Linked DNA regions of Sus scrofa: regions 1 and 2 are each linked to region 3. Evidence: chromatin contacts called from public HiChIP or PLAC-seq data. All regions are on one chromosome and are shown on one strand. Each heading gives the region's core, a stretch centred on a gene start, on an enhancer-like site or on the middle of the called end of the contact. The rest is flanking DNA. Distances are from core to core; before and after follow the strand shown.

Region 1 (3,994 bases), core at 117-2,616, 290 kb after region 3:
CAGACGTGGCTCAGATCCTGAGTTGCTGTGGCTCTGGTGTAGGCCGGTGGCTCCGATTAGACCCCTAGCCTGGGAACCTCCATATGCCGCGGAAGCGGCCCAAAGAAATAGCAAAAAGACAAAAAAAAAAAAAAAAAAAATTCTGGCCCTAGTCCTGATTTAAGGAGCCGGGAACTCCAGGGACAGAGCCTGGAAATCATTTTTGAGACGTTCCCTTGCCTCTTGCGATAGAGCCCATCTATAGCCATGTTCAAGGTGGATCCATCGAAAGGTGAGTGTGTCCAGTCCTCTGCAGTGCTGGGCGGGCCCATCGAATGTGGAGATCCTGGGTCTGCATCCAACAGACCCCTGGAGGCAGTTCTAGGGCCCCCTACTCAAGAATTATTGAGTATAGACTTTCATTTATCCAAAGCAGGGGGCGATTGAGTGAATTTTTGTAGTCTATGTCTAGTTTGAAGAATTGGTCTCAAAAACCAGCCCCAAACACCATAAACAAGTCACATTAGTGGGAAGCCTCAGCCACCTTACATGCACATGAAGAAGAAATAAGGAGAGGCTTATCTCCTAAGTATTTATCCCCAGAAACTTAAGCAATGGAAGCTGGTACACTTGAGGTTATCAAAATCAAGCACTTTCCACACTTTACAAGCCTTATTTCATCTAACTTTTACAACCACCTATGAAGTGGCAAGTATTATTCTTCTCATTTAGTAGATGAAGAAATTAAAACTTAGTGAGCTCAAGTACACTGTCGAGGTCATGCAGCTAGTTAAAGTAGCAGAGCCAGGACTTAAACCCAAGGCCAATGCTGTGAGCGTGCTCCCATTTAACCACTGGGTGTCCAGCCTCAAAGTGCTCTTGAACAAGGAACATGCAGAGCTTTGGCCAACCCAATCCCCAGGAGGTCCCGGGACTATAGGAGCGGGTAGACTGAAGCCTTGGGCAGGAAGAAAGCTCAAGGCCCACTGCGGAAAACCAAGGTTACAGACCTCACCACCAGCATAATAACTTATTATTTACTGTCTTAACTGCTATGAAGTAAATGCATAGAGAGCTATGAGAATATGCACCCAGGAGCCTGTCTGAGTGTGGGCAGCTGGGGAAATCCTCCCTGAAGCAACCTTGAGGCTGAGGACAGAGACCAGGGAAGAGCCCTCAAGCAGGAGGAGAAGGAGCCCTGGAGGAAGGAGGGGTGCTGAGCAGAGTGCTCTCTTCCTTTCCACTCTGACGCTTTGCTCCAGCCCTCACCTGCAGTTAGGAGACAAATTGTGCTGTGAAGCGGACACTGCCTTGTGGTACTCATTAGGCAGAGGGTCTGAACACAGCTCCCTACCCAGAGTGCCATCAAGGTCCAAGCAAGCCCGGCACTGCTTAATAGCCCATCTGTCCAGGGCCTTCGGGAGGCGAGGAATTATATCCAAGCTGATCAAGGCCTCTGCATTTAGGAAATGGTTTCCCTAGGAACCACATAAAAGGGAAGAGGAGAAAAACCAGAAATTGGTCAGAATCCTAAAATATACAATCAAAAAAAAAATGTTTTTTTAAAACCACAGGCCAGTGACTTTTCCCCCAAAGACCTAGCTCACAAGCCACGTGGTAGATTTTCAAATATGACTCACAAAAAGTTCATTGGGCAACCCCTGATGATTCTTTCCTAAGGCAAAGTTCAAATAGCCTGTTTCTGCAAGAAGGCAATTACTTAACAGCCTAAAATGCACTTTACTTATTGGACCATCAAACACACAATGCTCTTCAGACATAAGTATTCCAATACCGGTGCTTCATTTGCTAATTGCTTTATTTTACAGTTTATTTCCCGGTTTGGCAAGAAGTAAGTGATCATTGGTACTTTATGTATTTTAGGCAAGGCCTTTATTTATTTCCCTATTTTAGACAAATAAATAAATATTCTTACTATCACAGAATTAATAGCTTGCTCAATACTTATTACGTAAGATCGAATACTCCAGTGCAAAGAACAGTGAATCTGATGGCAGACTGACTGGGCCACTATCCTTTGACCTCAAGTAAATCCCTTTCCCTCTTTGAGTCTCACTGTCTGGTCCAGTAAAATGAGAGTGTTGTTCTAGAACATGGGTTCCCAAACCCAGGGATTTTACCTTGGAATACACTGGGGAGTTATGCTAAAAATGCAAGCTCTCCAGGAGTTCCCATTGTGGTAACAAACCAGATAAGCATCCATGAGGATGTGGGTTCGATCCCTGGCCTCGCTCAGTGGGTTGAAGACCCAGTGTTGCCATGAACTGTGGAACAGGTCAAAGAAGTGGCTCAGATCCCGAGTTGCTGTGGGTGTGGTGTAAGCCAGCAGCTGCAGCTCTGATTCGGCCCCAAGCCTAGGAATTTCCATATGCTGTAGGTGCAGCCCTAAAAAGAAAAAAAAAAAAAAGAAAGAAAAGAAAAAAGCAAACTCTCTAAATCCCTGGCCCTGGCAGGACTCAGATGCTTCTAGTGCTACCACCCCATGACTTTCTGAAATCAGGCTGAGCAGATGAAAAACATAACCACTTCCCTAAGCAACAGATTCTGAACTTCAATTCTCTTGTGGAGTTAGTGCAAATGAGGGGTAGCTCAACACTCGATAGATAAGTTTGTTAACATTTAGAAACATATATCTACTCCATACGTTGCCAAGAGTTTTCTAAATACACATTTCAAGCTGCCTAATTAGTAGAGGTCTGACCAGACAGGCAAATGATTATCTATATCAGGGGATTCTTTACTGGGTCCATAAGCTCTCGGCAGCTGAATATAAAATATTTGTGTGCCCAGGTGCCCTCCCTCCCTCCCTTCCTTCCTCCCTTCCTTTCTTCCTCCCTCCCTTCCTCCCCTCCTCTCTCCTTCCCAACCCCCTCCCTCTCTCTCTTTTTTTCTTACCAGAGAGAGGATCCATTGCCTTCATCCACTTTAGAATCCCAATTTTGAAGACTGCCCCATATAACTCTTACTTAGGCCAGCCACTCAGAAGGCATGTTGCTGCTGGTTGCTGTGAGAAATACAAAGCAGGCAAAGATGCAGCTTCTGCCATCAGAGTGGCTGCAGAGAGGGAGGGTGGGGAGAGAGGAGTACACAAAGTCAACCCCAACGCAGAGTAAGAAAAGCACCTCGAGGCGACGAGGCATTTGGGAGTTCTGAGGAAGTGCATCTCCTTCCTGCACAAGCGAACGGGGAAGTTGGCAGTTAAGCTGGAAGGATGGAAAGGATTGTTTTTAGAATGTATAGCAATGAAGATGGTGGCCAGAGGAGTTCCCGCTGTGGTGCAGTGGTTAACGAATCCGACTAGGAACCATGAGGTTGTGGGTTCGGTCCCTGCCCTTGCTCAGTGGGTTAAGGACCCAGCGTTGCTGTGAGCTGTGGTGTAGGTCACAGATGCGGCTCGGATCCTGTGTTGCTGTGGCTCTGGCGTAGGTGGGTGGCTACAGCTCCGATTCCACCCCTAGCCTGAGAACCTCCATATGCCACAGGAGCCGCCCCAGAAAAGCCCCCCAAAAAAAGACGGTGGCCAGAGTGAGCACCATTCCAGAGGGGCATGTGACCAGCTGAGGCCCAGGGAGAATTTAACAAAAGGGAAATAACTCACTTGGATTTGAGTATGTCAAAGAGTAGTTCTTTGATATGTATTAACATAACAGATACAACATCAGTTATACCACTCCTGATTTGGCTATGGCACCAATTTAAACCTGGACAGTTGGGAAATAATAAATGTTTCTTAAATGGTGGGTACGGGTAGCTGGCAACCATGGTTCTCAAGCACTCCTCATGCTTGTGAAAGGGATATGAGGAGAATACGGTATTCTATCCAATTCTACAAAAGATACCACAGACCTCACGGCTTCTAACTGTAATCACTAGTTTGGGGAATCATGAAGTTCTCTGCACATATCCATGGTGAACTTCGAAGGTCCACTGCTGTATAAAGTGAGGGTAAACAGGACAGACAACAGCTAGAACAAAACAGCGAGGAAGAGTGTTA
Region 2 (3,944 bases), core at 1,129-3,628, 310 kb after region 3:
TCTAGATATTTTCTACTTGTCTATCTTCTCGGGGTGCCACTTCTGCTCCCAATTGCCCTTGATATCTACTAACTTCCTGCATCTCTGTTTTATCTTACTCTACTTGGACTAACTCACCTTAAAATACTCAATTTTTTATGTTCTATTCTATGGGTGGAGTGTCCCATCTTACACTGGCAAGCCCATCAACAATCCCACTATCCTAAGCCTGACCCACAGAATTTCCGAACAAGATGATGACATCCACATCTTTGAAACTCATGAAAAAAAAAATGGGAAGCAAACATGGAATTAAAAAAAAAAAAAACTTCTGTAATAGGGTAGGGTAACATTTTTGACAGCCAAGAAAGAGGTCCTATAAGAATATCTTACAGAGAAAGGACAGAATTTAGAAAGGATAAAGATGAAGTTGGCAAGGCTCCATTTATGACAGAGTGAAAGGACTCAGCCAATGTGCAACAGAAACTGATATGAACGAGTGGTTGACGGCCATTTCAGTATTAACATCGGATCGATAGCATACAGTGGATTAAACTATTAAACCAGCTTGTTCCTTCAAGATGTTCTTAACGAGTGTGAAGAATGTGTAAGGCTGAGGAGCTTCACTTTCTACATGGTACAAATCCCCATGGATTCTTATGCCCCTCCTCCCCTTCACTGGGAGGCTGCCGGAGTTACTGTGTTAGGTATATCCTGGGCAGGCCTATGGGAACCAATCAGGTACTTCCTCTATCATGTTACAATGCTTCCTTCGTCTGTGAGGGTATCCATTCTGTGAGCTATAACTTAAGAAAATATAAACAAGATATTAGAACAGAGCAAAAGATTGCCTCTGGTCTTGCATTATGCCATGATAATTTTTGTATCCTTGCTACTGTGGAATACTTTTGCTAGACATCTCTCCTTGCTGCAAAGTTTAAATATATATATATATATTTTATATATATAGTATATATATATATATAAACTTTTGTATGTCATCACCATCAATCATGTGGGGCACAAAAGAAGGAGGCAGATGCCTCAAGGGAGTGGAACACTAACCAGGTCACATCTGTGGTGCTTGACCATAGACAAACCTTTTCTGTTGGCTTCTCCTAAATTGCAAGTACTCAAATATCTGTTCTCCTCTGACTTGTAAAATAAGTCAACAGTTAACGAGAAAGGCCTCAACATTAGAGGACTGAGAAAGCAGGGAACAAACTGTGTTATAGCTTTGTTATCTTGAATAGAAGATAAGGAGAGTCTATACAGACATTTTGACTCCAGTCTGTCTGTTTCTATTTTCTTTCTTTCTTTTCTTTTTTTTTTTTCTTTTTTTTTTTTTGCCTTTTTATGGCTGCACCTTTGGCATAGGAAGTTCTGTGGCCAGGGGTCAGTCTAATTGGAGCTGCAGCTGCAGCCTATGCCACAGCCACAACACCACCACCAGACCTGAGCTGCATCTGCAACCTACACCAGCAGCAATGCCAGGTCCTTAATCCACTAAGTGAGGCCAGGGATCAAACGTGCTAAGCCACAACAGGAACTCCTACTTTCTATTTCTCAGTTTCTAAAGAGGTTCTATCTAATTATCCCATAAATCTGTTCCAGGTAAAGAACTATCTGTAAAATGCTCTATGACTCAATGTCCATGTGTGTCACAAGCTCTGTAAACTGCTCTGAGAACTGCAGTGAGAATTACTTTGACATAATCACAAGAGCAAGATTATATCCTGATCACCATGTGAAATGCTTCACAGACATCTCTACAGCTAATCTAATTCTGTCTAAAAAAGGAGAAATAAGGAATGGCGAATAAGGTGCAGGTGGCTATGAACATGAAACTTAAAATATATTAGTTTATAACCACCAACCTTAATCCTACAGATGTATTTTTATATTATCTTCAACTTTCCTGTTCATGTGGTGAGTACTCAAAATGCTCAATGTCAGCTTTTTGAAAAGAGGAATTGCAACTCGTATCAGTCAGGACTCTAATAAGGACACAAGAATTGGAGTGAGATGATTGAGAGAGCTGATTTACAAAGGAACTATTTGACACTTGTTGGGTAGGGGAATCACATGATAGCACAGCTGTTAACCACCCCTAGGCCCAAAGAGATGAGATGGTTACCGGAAAATGGAAGGAAGGAGTCTCATAGAAGTCCTCTTGAAAGGAGCAGTATCCCCTTCAGTAGAGTGACACAGTCTACAGCCTCTCATCAGGGAGAGAACCAGAGAAATAAACCCTCTACCGTCACTGTCTCCCTCCCTCCATGCTCCTTCCCCATGTATAAAACCTAACCAGTAGCTGGAGGGCAGAGGAATCTGCTCATGTAGTCTATTTCATAATCCTCACCCTTCTTAGGGAAGGATGTAACAAGATAAACAATGGATCCAGAAGGGGAAGTTCAAGATAATGTTCACATGATCTTCCTACACTCAGTGTTGGCAGAGGGATGTAGGAGGAAGTCCAAAATTGTGGTTAGGAGGGCAGACTCTAGGGTCACACCACCCAAGTTCAAGCCAGTATCTACAGTTTGCTAGCTGTGAAAATGAGAACTTGGGCAAGATTTTTAACTTTTTTTTTCATTTATTATTTATTATTATTATTTTGCTTTTTAGGGCCACACCTGTGGCATACGGAGGTTCCCAGATTAGGGGTCCAGTCAGAGCTAAAGCTGCCAGCCACAGCCATAGCCACAGCCACAGCAACGCAGGATCCAAGCCGCATCTGCAGCCTACACCACAGCTCATGGCAATGCCGGATCCTTAACCCATTGAGCCAGACCGGGGATCGAACCTGCAACCTCATGGTTCCTAGTCAGATTTGTTTCTGCTGTTCCACGATGGGAACTCCCAACATTTTTACCTTATTTATGCCTCAGTTTTCTCATCTGTAAAATAAAATTAGTAGTATCTAAGCCCATTTGAAAGTTTAGACAAGATAATATGTGTAAAGCACTTATAATAGGCCTGGCACATAGTACTCAATAAATGTGTTGGTTTTTTTTTTTTTTAACATTTTTTCCATATAGTAAATTCCTTTCTATAAATTCAATTTATTTTCTTATTATTAATGACTTTATTTATTACATAGATTAAACATAATTTCTGCTTTGGGGTGTATACATCCAGCCCTATTCTCCTCTGTATACATAATTTTACAAAAAAATGGGCTGATATTATATACATTATTTGGTTGTCTACTTTATTCTCACTTAACATTGGAAATCTTTCTATGTCATTCAATATTTAAAAAATAGTTTTTAGTGGGTACATTTATGATTTTGTCATTTGGAGGTACAATACTTTACTAGTAAATCCCTTTTGTTGGATGTTTAGGTTATATCCATTTTTTAAACCAATATCAGTTATATACCTATGGTAATTCCATTAAGATAAAATTATTGAAATAAAAAACTTGTAGATCTAACATAGCTTCTCTTTGAGGATTTTTCTTATTCTAATCAATATTTTATCCTTCTTTCAATATTGTTTAAAGGTGCCAACATATTAGACAAAGAAATCTTTGGTAACGTAAGTGTTAACTTCTCTAGAGACAACCATATAATCCTTTAAGATTGCATGAAAATGTGTACAAATGACACTGAGGTTTCTGAAGCCCAAATATTTGCCTCTTTGGGGAAATCTTAAAGGGACATATTGACAAGATGACAATTCAACTGTAGCTTTGGAAAATATTTTCTTTCCAAATGTTATTATCCATTTGGATAAATGAACATATTTCCTGTTAGATCAAAGAACTCAACACAGGAAAAGTACAAGCATGGATATTCCCTTCACCCCCATCCAACTTCTGAGACTATTCCTAGACCCTAGGTCGCTCTAGGAAAATGTGGTCACCTAGAAAGACCCTTCCCCTCTAGTTTCTAGTACTCCTTATTCCCAACAAGATGAAAGATAACATTCTTCTGAAAGGAAAGCAGAAGGAGGAAACA
Region 3 (4,177 bases), core at 1,549-4,048:
GACCATCAATATCCAAAATGTCTCTCTTTTTTTTAAGAAATTTGTTTTCTAACAGCTTGGCTCTGGTTACTTGGGGGCAGCTGACAAAAACATTACTAAGCAGGACCTCATCAAAGATGGTCCACACTTTGGACTGGGTAGGATTAGAAATACAGAAGTGAGAGAAACCCACTAGAGCCACAGTAATGGTGCTCTCAAATGCTACTTTTGCTTTTCAGTAAATGCAGTGGTTATACATTCAAAAGGGAGAAGACCACATTAGAAGACACATCTGAAATCACAAACTTTTTCTGTTTTTAACAACGAGGACTGGCTTTAATTTGGAGACGACAAGCCACCTGCTTAATACATTTTTGTCCGGGTAGGGATGCTATTTTGTAAAGTAAGGATGACGCTAAATGATTTCAGGCCACTTCTTAAGGCGTTTTACATTGTAGCACATGTACAAAGATCTAAGGGGAAGGAAGTTCCTGTGGCGGCTCGGCGGTAACAAGCGTGGCTAGCATCCTTGAAGACACAGGTTCGATCCCTGGCCTCGCTCACTGGGTTAAGGAGCCAGTGTTGCCGTGAGCTGCAGTGTGGGTCACAGATGTGGCTCAGATCCTCCATTGCTGTGGCTGTGGCGTAGGCCAGCAGCTGCAGCTCCGATTCGACCCTTAGCCAAGGACCTTCCTTCTGCCTCGGGTGTAGCCCTAAAAAATAATAAATAAATAAATAAATAAATATGGGGGGGGAGAGAAGTGATCCAATGAAAGGACCGAGGAATAAGTTTCAAAACAAAATGCATAGGGAAAGAAATATAAGATATGATCTAAGAAGAATGTAGAATGTAAAAAAGATTAGCTTTTGATTTGGTGTGACGACAGTGGTTTTTCTCCAATGAGAAGAAACCTACTTACGGACTTTGAGCTTTATTTAGGCCTCTGAAAATTGTCATTAACCAAACTACAGAGGAGCCTGTTTCCTTATCTGCCACAACAGTGACCCAAGCCACTGCGGTGACAAAGCCAGAACCTAGACCCACTGTGCCGTGAGAGCACATCTCCCTTCCATCTTTAAGGGGGCATGAAGTTACCACAAGAAGAACAGAAGTCTGGACTAGATGGAGCCATCAGGACAGAGCATAGTGAAAGTCGGTAGTTTTAGGGTCTTTGTTTCCCAGATACCTTTATGAAATGGAGATGAAGAATTGAATTAATCTGCAAGAGGAAATGTTTGCCAAGGGCAAATGACTCAGAGCTACCAACTTCTCATTCAGGGTTGCCTTAATTGCTTGTAATGGGTGACGGATTTCAAGGCAGACATTTCACAGAGAAAACGCTATGAGCTCTGCTTTGGAAAACTGAGTCAACTAGAGTCATACTTCTAAAGTCTATGTGTGGCCCAGTTCTTTGGGGTTCTCTTTTCTACACATGCGTCCTCTCCCATCTCTGGGCCTCTGCCTGGAGCACATTCCTGTTCATGCTACTTCCTCTTCTCCAGTCTCAACACCCTCACCCCCCCCCCCATTTTTTTCCCAGTTAACTGTGACTCTTTAGGCCTCTTTTTTTTTTTTTTTTTTTGTCTTTTTTTGCTGTTTCTTGGGCCGCTCCCACGGCATATGGAGGTTCCCAGGCTAAGGGTCAAATTGGAGCCATAGCCACCAGCCTACACCAGAGCCACAGCAATGCGGAATCCGAGCCTCGACTGCAACCTACATCACAGCCCAAAGTAACGCCGGATCCTGAGCAAGGCCAGGGATCAAACCCGCAACCTCATGGTTCCTATTCGGATTCGTTAACCACTGAGCCACAATGGGAACTCCTTTAAGGCTCTTCTTAAACTCCACCTTCTCAAGGAAGCCTCCCCAAGGTCATAAGAGCTTATAACCCATGTATTTCCACTTTCGTAATCCTCTTAGTGTACTCTACCTATTTGTTTAATGTCCATTTCCTCATAGACAGTAAGTTTGATCCAGCCAGAACCTTGTTCTTTGTAAATCTGGAAAGTGCCTTTCAAATGTTTTCTAAATTGGCTTGGCTCACCCAGGAACAAATATTACTTAAACATCTGGTTTTTACACTCTGATACAGAAGAACTACATCCCTAGCAATCCCATTCCCTCCGTCTCTCTCTCTCTCTTTTTCTCGCTCTCTCTCTCTCTCTCCTGGCTTTTTGTATAAGCTTAGTTGCTGCAGTGGCTTGTGGTCACTCTGTGAGTATGCTGGCCCAGACAACGCCCCCATCCCTCACAGGAAATGCAAATTCTTCTCCAGGCTGTTCTTTGAAATCCTGCTAAAAATACCCAAGCTTAGCATGAATGCACAAATGAGATCAGAAAGACAACAGAGAATTATTCATTTATTTAAAAAGTCATGCTTCCTCCTGTGCAAAGGCTGCATGATGTGGATCAATGTTATTAAAATCCCATGTCATCCTCAGGGGCTGCAAAAGCCCGTGGTGGGAAAATTGGCTGTCATAGAAGAAGGCTCTTAGTGTTTGGTTTGCTATCGTTAAGGCGAGAAGAGGACTGAGGAAGCAGCCAAACCTGTCTGCTGTGGGTTTTTTCTCCTCGGGAGATTCATATGAGCCTGGATAATGGGACTCTGCCACCAAGTCCAGCCCTTCAAGTCATGCGAATCTTGTGAGATCAAGGCCAGGAGTTACTGATCTACGCTGGAGGAAGTGCTTAGGCCCTGTGGCTGAGTGCTCACAAAGAACATTTCAATCATGCATGTTCAGTGGATGGTTCTGGTTTCCCTGATTTTTGCCTCTGGCCCTGCCAGTTTCCAGATTGAGAAACTGGTCTAAAAGCCCTTTCCTTTAGCGGAGAGCTCGCGCCCTCTGGTGGTGAATATGAAGTACAGCCAACTTGGTTCACTTGTCCTAAACCTTGCAATGACTCTGGGAATGCTTGGTGAGTTTTGCCTAAATTTTCAAAGTGATCCATTCCCAAGTGTCTAATCCTTAAATTTCAGTCCAGGAGGTATTGAGTGCCTTGCCTGGTAAGCAAAAATTCACAACTGGAGCATTTCAATCATAGCATGTTACAGAGATTCTTAAATTTTGATGTGCCAGACAATTACCAGAATTCCCTCCTGACTCAGCAGCTTAAGGTTCTGGTGTTGTCATGGCTGTGGCTCTGATTACAGCTGTGGCGCGGGGTCAGTCCTTGACCCAGGAACTTCTGCATGCCATGGAAGTGACCAAAAAAAAATCACCAGAGAAATCTGATTAAAGCTCAGGTTTGCAGCCACATCAACAGATGTTGTAGCTCAGCAGCCCTTGGGTTTTTCAGAAATCTGCCTATTTAAAGTGAGCCCCCAAAGAGGTTGATCTGTGTGGACTATTCTTTGAGAAATGCTGGCTTAAAAGCTAAAAGTATGGATTTGCAGCTCAAGTCTCACCTCTGTCAGTGGAATGACATTGGGTATATTCCTTAACCTGGGTAGCCTCAGTTGCTCCAACTGTGAGGAAAAAAAAAAGAGAGAGAGAGAGAGAGTGAGAACATCCACTCCATAGGGCTGTTGTGGGATGAAATGAGATCCTAATAGAAAGGGCTTGGCAGGATCTGGTCATGACAGGTGCCCAGCACATGACAGCTCATATTATTTGCAATAATCATCCTAATTACCTCAAGCTACAGGGCAGAGAAGACCAGGGGAGCTTGGGTTTTCTGGACCAAATAGCCATTAAATCTTGGGCCCTGAGGTCTCTGCAGTGAGATGTCGACGTGAATGGAGATCCTCTCACTCCCAAGGACAATCGGTGGTTGATTACCCCATCCAGATGTTTGTACCCAGGAGAACAAGTGGTACCCAGCCTGGGAGCTGCTGAGGACACTCAACAGTCTGGACAGAACACTGCCTTGAGACTAAGGACAGGAGTCTCTGTCTCTGTTTAGGGACAGAGAGGAGTTTTTATATGTATTTGTATCTCCTACAAGCCACATGGGTAAAAGAGAAACAAAGGGTGGCAGCTCTCCTGTATGATGGTATTAAGGGAACAACTCCCATTTATCTATAAAATGGACAGGATAATATTTTCCACATGTATTTCTGATGAACAAATGAGTGAGGATACCTGTAAATACATGATGATTGACACCAGTGGTCCTTGGGAAGTATTGTTATTTTTCCCGTCCCTCCTGTTGTGAATGTATTTGTAGTATTGTTTTCAGAGACAAATATTGATCAAA

The links. HiChIP or PLAC-seq counts read pairs in DNA pulled down with a chosen protein or histone mark.
Region 1: a contact with region 3 is called in an H3K27ac HiChIP or PLAC-seq map of alveolar macrophages. The contact joins two enhancer-like sites. A contact is called at or near these places in 1 of 47 Hi-C or Micro-C datasets (embryonic fibroblasts) and 1 of 2 datasets of contacts at active chromatin or transcription factors (alveolar macrophages).
Region 2: a contact with region 3 is called in an H3K27ac HiChIP or PLAC-seq map of alveolar macrophages. The contact joins two enhancer-like sites. A contact is called at or near these places in 2 of 47 Hi-C or Micro-C datasets (alveolar macrophages and embryonic fibroblasts) and 1 of 2 datasets of contacts at active chromatin or transcription factors (alveolar macrophages).

The regions. Positions count from the first base shown.
Region 1 is chr14:101,151,220-101,155,213 of Sscrofa11.1, forward strand. The region is part of intron 2 of LIPA (lipase A, lysosomal acid type); the gene reads right to left. Among named protein-coding and RNA genes, the nearest start is that of LIPA, 8.9 kb to the right of the region's middle. Within about 2 kb of position 1,367, at least 16 of the 83 cell types and tissues checked have an H3K27ac peak or open chromatin away from gene starts, as enhancers often do. A contact at or near this core is called in alveolar macrophages, where this site is marked.
Region 2 is chr14:101,169,518-101,173,461 of Sscrofa11.1, forward strand. It overlaps a transcript of LIPA not described here. Among named protein-coding and RNA genes, the nearest start is that of LIPA, 9.4 kb to the left of the region's middle. Within about 2 kb of position 2,379, at least 8 of the 83 cell types and tissues checked have an H3K27ac peak or open chromatin away from gene starts, as enhancers often do. A contact at or near this core is called in alveolar macrophages, where this site is marked.
Region 3 is chr14:100,863,468-100,867,644 of Sscrofa11.1, forward strand. No RefSeq gene overlaps it. Among named protein-coding and RNA genes, the nearest start is that of ACTA2, 21 kb to the right of the region's middle. Within about 2 kb of position 2,799, at least 16 of the 83 cell types and tissues checked have an H3K27ac peak or open chromatin away from gene starts, as enhancers often do. A contact at or near this core is called in alveolar macrophages, where this site is marked.